Linked DNA regions of Oryctolagus cuniculus: region 2 is linked to region 1. The links are chromatin contacts, called in public Hi-C maps. All regions are on one chromosome and are shown on one strand. The core of a region is the stretch at or near the end of the contact, and the rest is flanking DNA. Distances in the headings are between cores, read along the strand shown. Region 1 holds the start of IL12A (interleukin 12A). Region 2 overlaps SCHIP1 (schwannomin interacting protein 1).

Region 1 (6,111 bases), core at 1,659-4,158:
TGATGGGTCAGGAGGTGAGAAGGGATGAAGGCGCTAAAGATGGGGGACAGAAAAGCCAGGACTTCCTGGAGATGGGACGTGTGCAGGAGGGGATCAGCAGGCTGAGGGGCTGGGGGAGGGTGTGATTTCAGGCAGAGGGAACTGCTGGAGCCTTGTTTCAAGGCCTGGAAGTGCAGCACAGGGCTGGGCACAAGTAGCAACATCACTGACTGTAGCAGCTAATCTAATGCTCCCTCACCCCCCTGCCACCCAAGAGCTCTCAACGCCTGGAACCTGACACAGCAAAGGGGAAGGTGCAGGTGACATTCAGGGTGCCAATCAGTGGAACTGCCAATCAGTGGAGGGATTATTCTGGACTATGTGGGTGGTCCCAGTGTAATCACAGGTCCTTGTGAGTGGAAGAAGGAGACAGAAGAATCAGTTCAGGGTAGCATGCGGAAGACCAGGGCAGCCACTGGCTGGCTTTGAAGACAAAAGAGGACCTGGAGTCAAGGAATGCAGCAGCTTCCAGAAGCCAGAAAAAGCAAGAACATAGCTCCTCCCCCAGCACCTCCAGGAAGGGGTGCAGTTCCACCAACTCCTTGCTGTTAGCCCAGTAAGACCCACTTTGGACCTCTGACCTCCAGGGCTGGAAGATCACACCTTTGTGTGTTTAAGGCGCCAAGGCAGGGGTAACTTGTGATGGCAGCCTCGGGAGGCTAGTGCACTATTCCTGGGGGTGTCGCAGCCCTGGGGCAACCACTGCTTTGAGCAGGTTTGGAGATGTGGACCCCATGTTGCAGTTTTTAAGGGAACTGAAGAGTTGGATTCTTCCATGAAAGGCTTGATCTTTCAATGGCATCCAACTCAAAAACATAAACATATGAGCCAAACTAGATAGATGTGGGCTGGCTACAGCCTCTGCATCCCCTGCACGTACCCCCGCCATTCTCAGCAGAAGCCAGCTGGCTTGTTCCGACAACTTCGACAAAGGAGCAATTCAACAGTATCAAATCAGTCCTGTGATCTGTCGACCTTCAACATAGCGTCACGCGAAGCATCCATGCAAATTCTGCCCACACCGATGCTTTCATCTGCACAGACCCTTTCTCTAGGAAACAGGGCACCTATCACTGCTGCCTTCCTTGCTGAGTCCTCTTCTTAATTAGAATTGATTGAATTGTCAGGAGCAACTGACAGCACATCACAGAAGATCAGAAGGGAAGACAAGAGTTCTTGCAAAAAGTCTTGTGGCACGGGGCTTACTTTACTATTTTAACAAGGCAACCCGCTAGAAATACTCAAGATAGATTTACTGAGGTGCAGGAAGACAAAGGGACACCTTTTGAAGCACCAGTCTCGGCTACAGCTTTGGCGCAAAAGCTCCTGGAACGGTTTTAAAATGAAAAGAAAAAAAATTTTTTGTATTCAAATATAAAACCTAAAAAAACAGAAGGCAACTGTAAATATTTGCATTCTCTCCCGCTAGAAAATGAAGCTTGGACGTGCACTGTCCCAGTGCTCCTGGATACCCAGCTTCCTCAGCAGACCACCAGTGAGCAGCGGGTGGGACTACTCTAGGCCGTACAGAAGAGGCACCTGCACTGAGAAGGGATGTCAAGGCCACTGTAGAGCCGACACGATTCCTCCTGCCTTGGCAGGCTGCAGGGAACACCATAAATATCCACGTTTCCTCTGTGTAGACGGCGCAGAACAGATGCCAATATAATTTATCGCCATTCTTCCTCTCTCTGGAGTCGCGAGTTCTTTGACTCTTTAGCTAACAATTGAGTCACTATACGGCTCCCTCCCTGCCTCCTGACAGCCGGGGATGGATTTCTACAATTTTGGGGACCCAAAGAGAAGCCCCCTAGCCAGAGAGACTGCCAAGTGGGCAGACCTGGCGGCGAGCTCACCTTGTGTAGCGTGTCACTGACGGCTCTCAGCAGGTTTTGGGAGTGGTTAAGGCACTGGAATAGTCCCAGGTCCGGTGTGGCCACGGGCAGGTTCCTGGCCAGACTGAGGCCGTTCAGAAGGACAAGCGTGGACACAAGGAGGAGGCCTGGAAGGGAAGCGAAGGGGCGGCTGAGCTTGCCAGCCCACGCTGCCTGCCTCTGCCACCCTGCCTCTCTGGCCATCATCGCCCATCGCTCTTGGCACCCACCTACCTGCGTACTTTTCTAACAGCACTTTCTCCAACCCCGGAGTGCTGAGCTAGGGTACTGCAGCCCAGATGCTGCACTGGGTGCTCACCCAGGGCCGCAACAAGGAAACAGGCCAGGGCAATCGGTGGGTGATTGTGGCTGAGCAGCCAACGGCAGGCAAGCCACCTCCCTCCCTGGGTCTCAGTATCTCATCTATGGAATGGGCATAATTCATAGGCAAGATGAGAAGAGACCATGCCTGTGAAGCGCACTGGGAGCGCCCGATCCTCCTTCGCAGCAGCCTGTCCCTTCGGCGGAGACTGCGGGTCGTCAGAGGTCTCGGCTCAGCCAGGGCTGAGTTTCTACCCCGCGGGCCCGGCGGCCGCCCCTCCCCAGCACCGCGAGCCGGTACGCGCCGCTACTCACCGCGCAGGGAGCACATGCTGAGCGGTCGAGTGCGGACGCTGAGCAGGCGGCTGGACTCGTGCCGGCGGGCGCAGCAGGTGAGGGCGGATGCTGCTGGGCGGCCCCCGAGCCTACATTTTTATAATTGCGCGGAGGCGCGGCAGGACTTTCCCAAGATTCAGGTCTCTTGCTTTCTCTCTCTGTCTCTCTCTGCATCAACTTCCCGGTGCCACGTGCAGTGCGCCGGGCCGGCGAGCTTGCGGCACTTTCGGATTAACTCCCGGGGGCCCGGCCGCCGTCGTTGGGGACCTCCCCGTCGCCTCTGCCTTTTCCAAAGCGAAAGTGAAAATCCGCAGCATCGCGGCCCCGCGTCTCCCCGCAGGCCCGACCCCAACCCTTGGCTCCGGGCGCGGGCCCCGCCCCTCCCCGCCCCGCGCCGGGCACCGCCCCCTCCCGAAGGCGCTCAGGGGCAGCGCCAGGCGCTTTTCCATCTCTGCCGAGATGTGGGATGTGCCCTGATCGTGGCCTCCAGACTCAATCATGCCTCTCCTAGTCCTTCAAGATGGCCCACTGTATGCCGGGCCGCCGTGGTGCCAGGCGCTGGGCTCCAGAGTCAACAGGACCTCTCGGGGCCTCCCCCATGGCCAACCTGCCTGAATGTGTTGTGTTCATGGGTCCTCTCTCAAACATGCAGATGGGGGAAGCCAGATTGGCCAAGCAATAATTACTCTCTTAGAGCACCCAATTTCTGGGAGCGAACAGTGGTGATTTGGTGGGATGGGTGTTGGGGGAGGGGTGAGGGGAGATATGAATGCTGTTGGGGCGTGCATGGTGCAGCGGGTTAAGCCACCCTTGTGAGGCTGGCATCCAACGTTTAGAGTGTTGGTTTGAGTCCTGTCTGCTCTGCTTCCTATCCCGCTTCTTGCTAAGCTCCTGGAAAGGCACTGGAAGGCAGCCCACGTGCGTGGGCAGTTGCCACCCTGATGGAGTTCCAGGCTCCTGGCTTCTTCCTGGGCATTGTGACCTTTTGGGGAGTGAACCAGCAAATGCAAGATATGTGTGTGAGTGTGTGTGTGTGTGTGTGTGTCGCTCTGCCTCTCAAATAAATCAATATAAGAGGAGGAGGAGGCATCGTGACATTGCTGGTAAAGCTGCTGCCTGCCATGCTGCCATCCCATATGGGTGCCAGTTCAAGTCCCTGCTGCTCCTTCTATTATCCAGCTCTCTGCTATGGCCTGGGAAAGCAGTGGAAGATGGCCCAAGTGCTTGGGCCCCTGTACCCACATCGGAGATCTGATAGAAGTTCCTGGCTCCTGACTTCATCTTGGGCCAGCCCAGCCATTGTGGCTATCTGCAGAGTGAACCAGTGGGTGGAAGACCTCTCTTTCTGCCTCTCTCTCTGTAAATGAATAAATAAATAAGGCTTAAAAAAGAGGAAGGAAGAGAGAGAGAGAGAGAGTTATTGTGGAGTCCAGCAGACAGTGAAAGGTTCCAGGAGAAGAGCTTGGCCTGGGTGTTAAAGGACATTAGGCCTACGACTGCTTCTTTGGCTGGGGCAGGTTCTAGGCAGGGGAAACAGGGGCCTGAGCAGGGGTGGGGTGCAGCGAGGGTGGAGAGCTGGATGGGCCATGGCAGGGGGGCAGCGCCTGCATGCTGCTCAGAGGGTGGTGGGAGTAGTCTGGGGTTTGAGATGGGGAAACACGGTCATATTTGCAGCGTGGAGGATGGATCCCACCAGTCAGGAGCGGAGCAGCGGGAGTGGCTGGCAGCTGGGGCCACGTCCCCACTCAGGGTGGAGAAGTGAGGATGAGCAGGAGGGACTCTCAGGAGGGTCGTGACCAAGGCTTGGTGACTCCTCGGGTGGGAGGGAGGAGACGGAGCTGAGAATGACTGAAGGGAGGCATTTGCGTGCCTGCAACATGGCAGCTGTAGGAGGGGGTGCGTGTGGAGCAGGTGGGAGAAGTTCCACCTTGCAGGGGTGAGGTGTGAGGCTTCTGCGGTACTCTTCAGTGCATTCATTTCTTTCCCGTGCATTAGTCACCCTGCGTGTGTAGGAGGAAGGCGTGTGTCTGGTCCCCAGCTCTGAGCTCCTCGTGGGCGTGACTATACGGGTGCTGCAGGCAGAGCTGCTAGGACCATCCTTGTGCAGGGGCACCGATCTCAGATAGGGAGAAGCTTTTTCGGTGCAGGAAAGAGTGGGTGCTTCCTTCTGCTCGCCTTTGGTTCTCATTGAAGCCTGGGTGGCGGAGGTCACTGCAGGCCTTGGAGTGCCTCTGCTGGCCACAGGGGGAGGAGATGAGAGAAGAGGAAATTGTGGTGGTACCTGCTGTCTCAGGCCCTCCTCAGCTGGCTCCAAGATCATGTGGCATCCCAGCAGGGACTTTCAGATGTGTACAAAATGGAGAGATGACTGGGCTCTAAGGCCCCTTCCAATGTTGTTGTCTCTGAATTCCCTCATAGGGACCCAGACAATCTATGGTCAGAAACAATCGGGTTTAGTGGTATGTGTGAAGCAAATGACAGATGCGAAGTTGCCGTAGGAATTCAGGGTAGAGCAGTGCATTTAAAGTCAGAAGGAAGTCCAGTTTATCCCAACTAAGCAGTTTCTCCCCCAGAAGAGCTATCTCCTGTGGAAAAGCAACTTCTACTGCAAAGATGAGCATGGAGCCTCTGTTCAGAATAGATTCTTGGCCACCATACACAGTTTCTAACCTCTATTTTTCTGAAACAGTTTCCTGATATGTTGCATATTCTGCAGCCTAGATGAAATGCAAATCCTCTGGAATAACATCACTTTTGTATGAGAGATACTATTTGCTCATGGTTACTACTACAAAGTATTTAACATGGTTCTAGAAGTCTTGGCCAATGCTGTAAGGAAAGAAAAGGAAATGAGAGATTAACCAAGGGAAATGAAATGGGTCTCTTGCAGAGACATCCACTCTCCCACATTTATTGAAGCATTATTTACAGTAGCCGAGAAATAGAAACAGCCTAAGTGTCTACCACTGATGACTGGAGAAAGAGAATGGGGCAATATACACAACAGAATATTATTCGTGTGTAAAAAGGGTGAGCTCTTGTTGTTTGCGGCAACATGGATGATACTGGAGGTTGTTACATTAGGAGACATAAGCCAAGCACAGAAAGACAAGAACTGTGTGATTTCACTCATATATGAAGTCTAAAACAAGAAGAAAGTGTAAAGGTGGCTTCCAGAGGCTGAGGAGGGAAGTGGGGAGAGAGGAATGGGGATAGGTTGATGAATGGGGACTGAATTAAAGTTAGATAGTAGCAAGAAGTTCTGGAGTCCTATTGCACAGCAGGAAAGCTGGAGATGACGAATCTTATACTTCTCTATTTAAAGACATCCTAGACGGTATGATTTTGAATTTTTCACCTCAAAGAAATGTTAAATGTTTGAGAAGATAAGATATATTTATCCTGACTGGACATTATACAATGTATACATGTATCAAAATAAGCATGTACAATTTTTAGATTTCTGTTAAAAAATAAAAAGAAATGAGGGACTTGAACATTAGAAAAGACAAAACTGTCATTTTTTATGGTAGATATAAAC
Region 2 (6,111 bases), core at 1,164-3,663, 110 kb after region 1:
TGACTGTGCACTGACATAGGTGTGATTATTTTCATTTTATGAGAAAACTGAGACCTAAGTGACTTGTCTAGAACGCAATGGCAGTCAATGGCAGCTTGGGACTTAAACTCCAAAGCCCTGGCTCTTACTTACTATGCCATACTGTCTCCACTGAAAGGTGGTAGTAAGAACTAGAGCAATTGTGAGTTGGCCACCACTAAGAGGTTTTTGAACTAGGCCCATGACAGCTGATATTGCCCCCAACAAACATGGTAGATATGAATCAAGAGCAACGTCTGCTTTTGTGAAATCTGTTGCTGATTTGTCTTTAAGTGGAAGGTACAGTAGAAAGGGAAAAGAAACAGATTTCATTATTTCTCAATGACAGTACTTTTTACAAACTGCCTTGGAGAAACCCCAGTTTGCACAACTCTGGGAAAGGACTGGGACAGCGTCAACCACTGGCAGCCCTCACCCGCCTGCGCTTCAGTGTTTGCTGCTTACAAGATCAGCGACGGGAGACTTTTTCCTGTTCTGCTTTTCCACTTCAACTTGCATTTTGGCCATTGGTTTGGCCATGGCAAGGGCCATTTTGGCTTCAGCTTGCAATTTCTTTTGCCTTGTAAGGAAGTCCATGTCATCCAAGGATTCAGATTCCTCTTCAGTAGTGTCTCTATCAGAATAGGAAGAACTCTGTTTGCTCTGCAAAGGGGAAAAACAGCAGGCTGAGTGTTCCATGCCAGTTAGCATCACTTGGAGAGGGTGACAACGTGCCTGGGGCCCTCTCAGGGGCTGAATTTCCTCCATCACTCCATCTTGAGCTGCTGGATTGGACCCAGATGAATCTCAAGTCACATACAAGAGGTCTACCATGCAATACAATCTAATTTTCACACCAACAGGAGGGGCAGTAAAAATAATAGTGTAATCAAGAGTATACTTAATAAGAAAATATACTACAGGAGATACTTCAAAAAGACCATGAAAAATGTAATAATGGAAAAAAATACGGTGCTTTGGGTACAAAAAATTCTTGAAATTCATACATAGTTTTCCCATAATGCATCTTCCATGGACCTTTGAAGGCCTCTCATGTTTATGACAAGCCTGCGACACTTCTTTAATCCTGGGTCTCAAGTTTCCTAAAGTGACCAGACACAACTAAGTATTCATTGCCAAGTGAAGGCACTGTGTTGGACCTCAGATCTCAGGTATCCAATGACTCACACAGTTTCTACTTGTTGGTCTTTGGTAGGAAAGGTGAGTGATGCAGACATTCCTCATACAGAGGAGAGAATTCTACCAACAAGCACCTATGATAATTCAAGCAACTTTTGTGATACACACGGAAGGAATGAGCTCACATTTCTAAGCCATGGTGGGAATGGGGACTGGTATTCAGCATATTTTCTCCTTGATAATTTTTTTGGAACATATCTGATTTATGGTTTCATAGGAAAGTAATCATTAACTTTAATAAAGCTTATGTATTCTTTTAAGTCACAACTCTGATTTTTCAATCACTGTCCAATCTTAGGAGCATGCAATTTCAAGAGATGCTTCTTTTGTTAACCTCTGCAAGGTTTGTTCCACATTCACAACAGAAAAGCAGCTGAATGGCCAGGAAAGCAACACTGCACACTGGCTGGTGACCATTGGACTCACCATGGGAGACAAGGGGGTGTCCAAGCTGGTTTCAGTCTTGCTGTCGTCAGCATCGCTGTCCTTATCGCTGCCACTGTCGTTGACAAAGCATATCTGCAGGTTCATCCCACTCTGCAGTCTAGGAAGAAACAAACAGAACACACATTCTTCTTTGCTATTTGTTGCTTGGCCATAGCCAAAAGGACTGCTGATGTTTATGAACAGAAAGTAGTTTTATGTGTTCTTCATAAGAAAAGTGAGGGGCCACTATTACCCTCCACTTACAAATGACAATTTTTATTAGAGGGTTTCCTAACGTTAGATTTTTCATGCAACTTCCACGTTAAGTGAAAAACGCTTTAAGACTGGCGTAGTATAGCAACCAGCACAATACCAAACACACAGTTGACCTACAATTCAAGTGTGCTGAGTCACCGAGTGCACAGTCCTGTCAGTCAACATGAATGGACTCCTCAGCCGCAGAAGGCTGCCTGGTGTCACCAAGGGTCCTATCCCAGGGGACAATCCAAAGAATCTCACTAGAGGTGGCATCCCACGGTCATAGCTCTCTGAATACAAATTCCTCCTTTTTTTTTTTTTCTCAAATAGAATAGGGTCCTCTGAAAGAAGGCATTATTTAAGGCACTTGCCAAAAGACAAGTGATGTCACTGAACAATATCACAGGTTCACCCCTGAGGAATGTAAAGAACCCCACACCTGCTGCAGAGCCCTGCGGACTGCCTCCCACACGCAGGGCCTCCGAGGCAGGGAGCTCTGGGGAGCCCATCCCCTTCGTGGCCGTCCCGGAGTGCTGCGCCGCCGGGAGTGCTGCTGCTGGAAGCACAGTCACAAAGGCTCAGCCCTCTGTGTGTCTAACCTGATTTAACACAGGCACGGCAATTGTTACAGGGAGTTACTGCCACCTGTTGTTAGACTCTGTAATGACTGAAAGCTCCAGCTCTGTCCACAGTGAGGAAACAGGGTCCCCAGGGGACCAGCACAAGCAGGGAGAGCCCCACCCAGGGCTGGTGGGAAGCAGGCAACAGGTTTTGCTGTAGTTAGCTCAGGGTGTTAGGAGTCAGCTGGACTCAGCTGGACTCAGCTTCTGCATCCTCACTTCTTTCTCTAAGAACAGTCTGTAAGTTCTATGACCTTCAAGTTTCTTCACCTGTAAGATGGGGTGAATACTGCTCAATTCAATGTTTTGGAAGAAGGACTGAAAGAGTTTGATCAGGGCAGGTGTTTGGTGCAGTGGCTCAGAAGCTACTCGGATGCCCCCATCCAATATGGGAGTGTCTGGGTTTGAATCTTAGTTCCAGTTCTGATTCAAGATCCTTGCTTCTGCCCCCCTAGGGAGGCAGTGGGTGATGGCTCAAGTACTTGGGTCTCTGCCCTCCATGGGGGACATGTGGATGGAGTTCCTGGCTTCTGGCTTAGGCCTGTCCAGCCCCAGCTATTGCGGGTATCTGGAGAGTGATACAGCAAATTAGAGGTTTATCTCTGTTTCTCTCTCAAAATAAATAACAAAAAGGTGTTTTTTTGTTTTGTTTTTTTTTTTTTTTTTTAATAAATAGAACAGAGTTTAGAGCTTGGCATCAGTCAGGGGCTCTGTATGTCAGCTCTCTTCCCTTTTGTACTCACTCAGATCCTAGACAAAGGAAGACTGAATGTTAGAGGTGCTGTGACTTTCTAAAGGGACTGCCAAAGCCACCCACTCTAACACCTCCCACTTCACCAGAGCAACCCCTGATGCCGCATCACCTCTCTGACAGAGGCATCCTTCTACAGAGTCGGGACCTGTTTCCTTAAAACTTTCTTCCACTGAGTTTTTTTCTTTTCTGGAAAAATCTAATATGTTCAGATTACTTTTTGATCCCATCAAATTTTAGCTTGAATGTGTAGTTGGTCTAAGAGAATAAAATCAACACATATTTAATAAAATGCAAGATCTGTATTTTGAAAGATGGGTGGGAAAAAACTACAAATAAAAAAGAGATACAAGAGTTCTTTCAAAAAGTTTGTGGAAAAAGGGAATTAAAAGATTAGTTCACTTTGGTACAAACAAGGTTTGAAATCCAGTTTTTTCATAATATAGGTTTTCCATGAAATTTTTGAAGACCCGTTGTATGCATGGATTTAGTTTGTTAGCACCAAAATAAATTTATCTTTAAAGGCATTACCTATGAACTTTAAACAATATTTTAAAAGATTTTTCTTTATTTCTTTGAAAGGCAGAGTTACCCAGGGGGGTGGGGGGAGAGAGAGAGAGAGAGAGAAAGAAAGAGAGAAAGAGAGAAAGAGAGAGAGGGGGGCCTTCCATCTGCTGGTTCACTTCTCAAATGGCCACAATGGCCAAGGTTGGGCTAGGCTGAAGGCAGGAGCCTGGAGCTTCATCCAGGTCTCTCATGAGTGCAGGGTCCCAAGTACTTGGGCCATCTTGCGTTGCTTTCCCAGGCACATTAGCAGGAGGGTGGATCAGCAGTAGAGCAGCTGGGGTACGAATCAGCACCTGTATGGGATGCTGGCATGGCAGGCTGTGGCTTACTCTGTTCCGCCACAACACAGCTCCCCCCACCAATGTACTTTTAAGTACTTTTATACATTGTAAAGGCTAGTCAAATCCAAATGTAGGATTGTATAGCCTTTTCTGTCTATTGAGTAGATAAAGTCCTGAAAAGAAGTGTCTGGCAATAGGATACAAGATTACACACACAGAAAAGAGCCCAGAATACCGTAACAGTAAATGTCACAATGTCCGAGGATACTTGTTGATTCTGAAGGAAGTTTGATTATGCATCCTGTTATTCTGTCTCCACGTGGCCTTTTGGTGAAGGACCTGCCCAGCCCTGTACCACCCATCTCACCCAGCGTGCCTAACTGAGGCAAGGCAGAGAAAGGACTGCTCGGGTGAGACGGAAAGACAAAGAGGTGGCAGGCAGCAATGGAGAAGACCACCTCAGTCCCACATCATCACCACGGGGCCCTGGGCAGACCCACACTTCCTTATGCTGTAATCACCACGGCGTTCCCTGTAGGAAGAGGGACTGACAGGACACAGCAGTGAATGCTTCCCCAGGGGATTTTAGTAAAGACGTCTTAAAACAGGCTCAGCTTTCAAGGAGGATTTGTTTGCTGTTAGCCTTTAAGCGGGTTTTAAGATGACGAACGGCTTTGGGGGGAGCGCAGCGGCAGCTCCCACCCCTGGCTGTGGGCTCAGTGAGGCCACCCAGGTCTGCTGAAAGCCTTGGTAGCAAGAGTGAACAGGCAACAGTGAACAGGCAACTGGAAACCCGGACTTCACCCCACCCTGGGGCTGGGGGGCTGTTCTCGGTGCTCCCTTCTGAAGTCTGTCTGGCCTCACTGATAACCAGTCTGGCAAGATGCAGGCTGCAGGGGGCTGATTGGCCTGGATCTCTCCAGCCCAGCCGGAGATGAAAACAAAACAGCAGGCTTATCTTGTTCCGTACAGATACGATTCTCAGGTATCCAATTCAAGGCTACTCGATGCACGGAGCAGAGCAGTGAGCACAAAGGCTGCTGGAAGTCAGCCTTGCCTGTCGATCTCGTTTCTGAAACGTCTCTGCCCTGGTTCCCCCAGAAACCTCTTTTCCCTTAAGCACAACCTCACGCAGCAGGGAAAACCAATACTGCTGCCGAGAGACAGAGCACCAACGGGGTGTGCAAAGAGGGAGGCTCTGGATGGGGAATGCTCAGAAACAGGGAGAGGCAGACAACGATGCCTGCTGGCCATCTTGACAGGACGGGAGGTGGTGCCGGTGTGACAGTGCTTAGGCCAGGACTGCGTGGGCATTCGGTGAGGACACTGCTGAGCAGCACTGTCTGCCTGGCCCTGCCAGTGAGGACGACCACTGCTCAGGGAACGCCTGTGCTGACTTCCGGCTATGATACCAGGGACATCATTAACACATGCGGGGACCTGGGAAGAGGGCAGGCAGCAAGACGCTGCCGACTCAGAGGATACTGCAGAAATCCAGCCACACGGTAATAGGATTTGGGATAAAGGTGCCACTTCTTCCAAAGCACAGCGACAAGACCAGTTTACTCCCTGCGAGGAACAATGCTGGTTGTCAGTGGCTCTGGAGGGGCAGTCCCCACCGCGAACTGAGGTTTCATCCTTGGCCTTGGGTTGTGTCATGGGGACCAGGCTGCTCTGAGCTGTTTCCTGACTTCACCATTGGGGATCTCCCGGCCCTGGCTTAGACCACAGACCTAAGCACAAAAGTTTAAGATCCTTTGGTAAGATTTTCCTCCCTGCCCACTGTTCTCCACTCCACTCCTCACTCCACTTCTCATCTCACTTCACTTCACTTCATATGTTGCCCTGAATTTTAATTTAAGAAGTATGTTCACTTCCGTTCTCTCCTCAGGCTGTCTAATCACTGTGGATTCCAGGCAAGATAATGTTTACTCTGAGAAGTCAATGCCTTGCCCCAGATCTGAGACAGACTCTCCTGGTATCCACCCAC

The links. A called contact is a pair of places that touch in the nucleus more often than the background predicts.
Region 2: a contact with region 1 is called in a Hi-C map of embryonic fibroblasts, with 2.2 times the contacts expected there. The contact joins the enhancer-like site here to the promoter of IL12A in region 1. A contact is called at or near these places in 4 of 6 Hi-C or Micro-C datasets (ear pinna, embryonic fibroblasts, skin fibroblasts and 1 more).

The regions. Positions count from the first base shown.
Region 1 is chr4:120,705,009-120,711,119 of mOryCun1.1, forward strand. IL12A (interleukin 12A) reads right to left here and starts at 2,909. Exons shown (of 7, transcript XM_008266409.4): 1 at 2,550-2,909; 2 at 1,896-2,041. The coding sequence starts at 2,565.
Region 2 is chr4:120,813,733-120,819,843 of mOryCun1.1, forward strand. It overlaps SCHIP1 (schwannomin interacting protein 1), which reads right to left. Exons shown (of 9, transcript XM_008266404.4): 5 at 1,645-1,762; 6 at 484-681. Among named protein-coding and RNA genes, the nearest start is that of IL12A, 110 kb to the left of the region's middle. Within about 2 kb of position 2,414, at least 1 of the 8 cell types and tissues checked has an H3K27ac peak or open chromatin away from gene starts, as enhancers often do.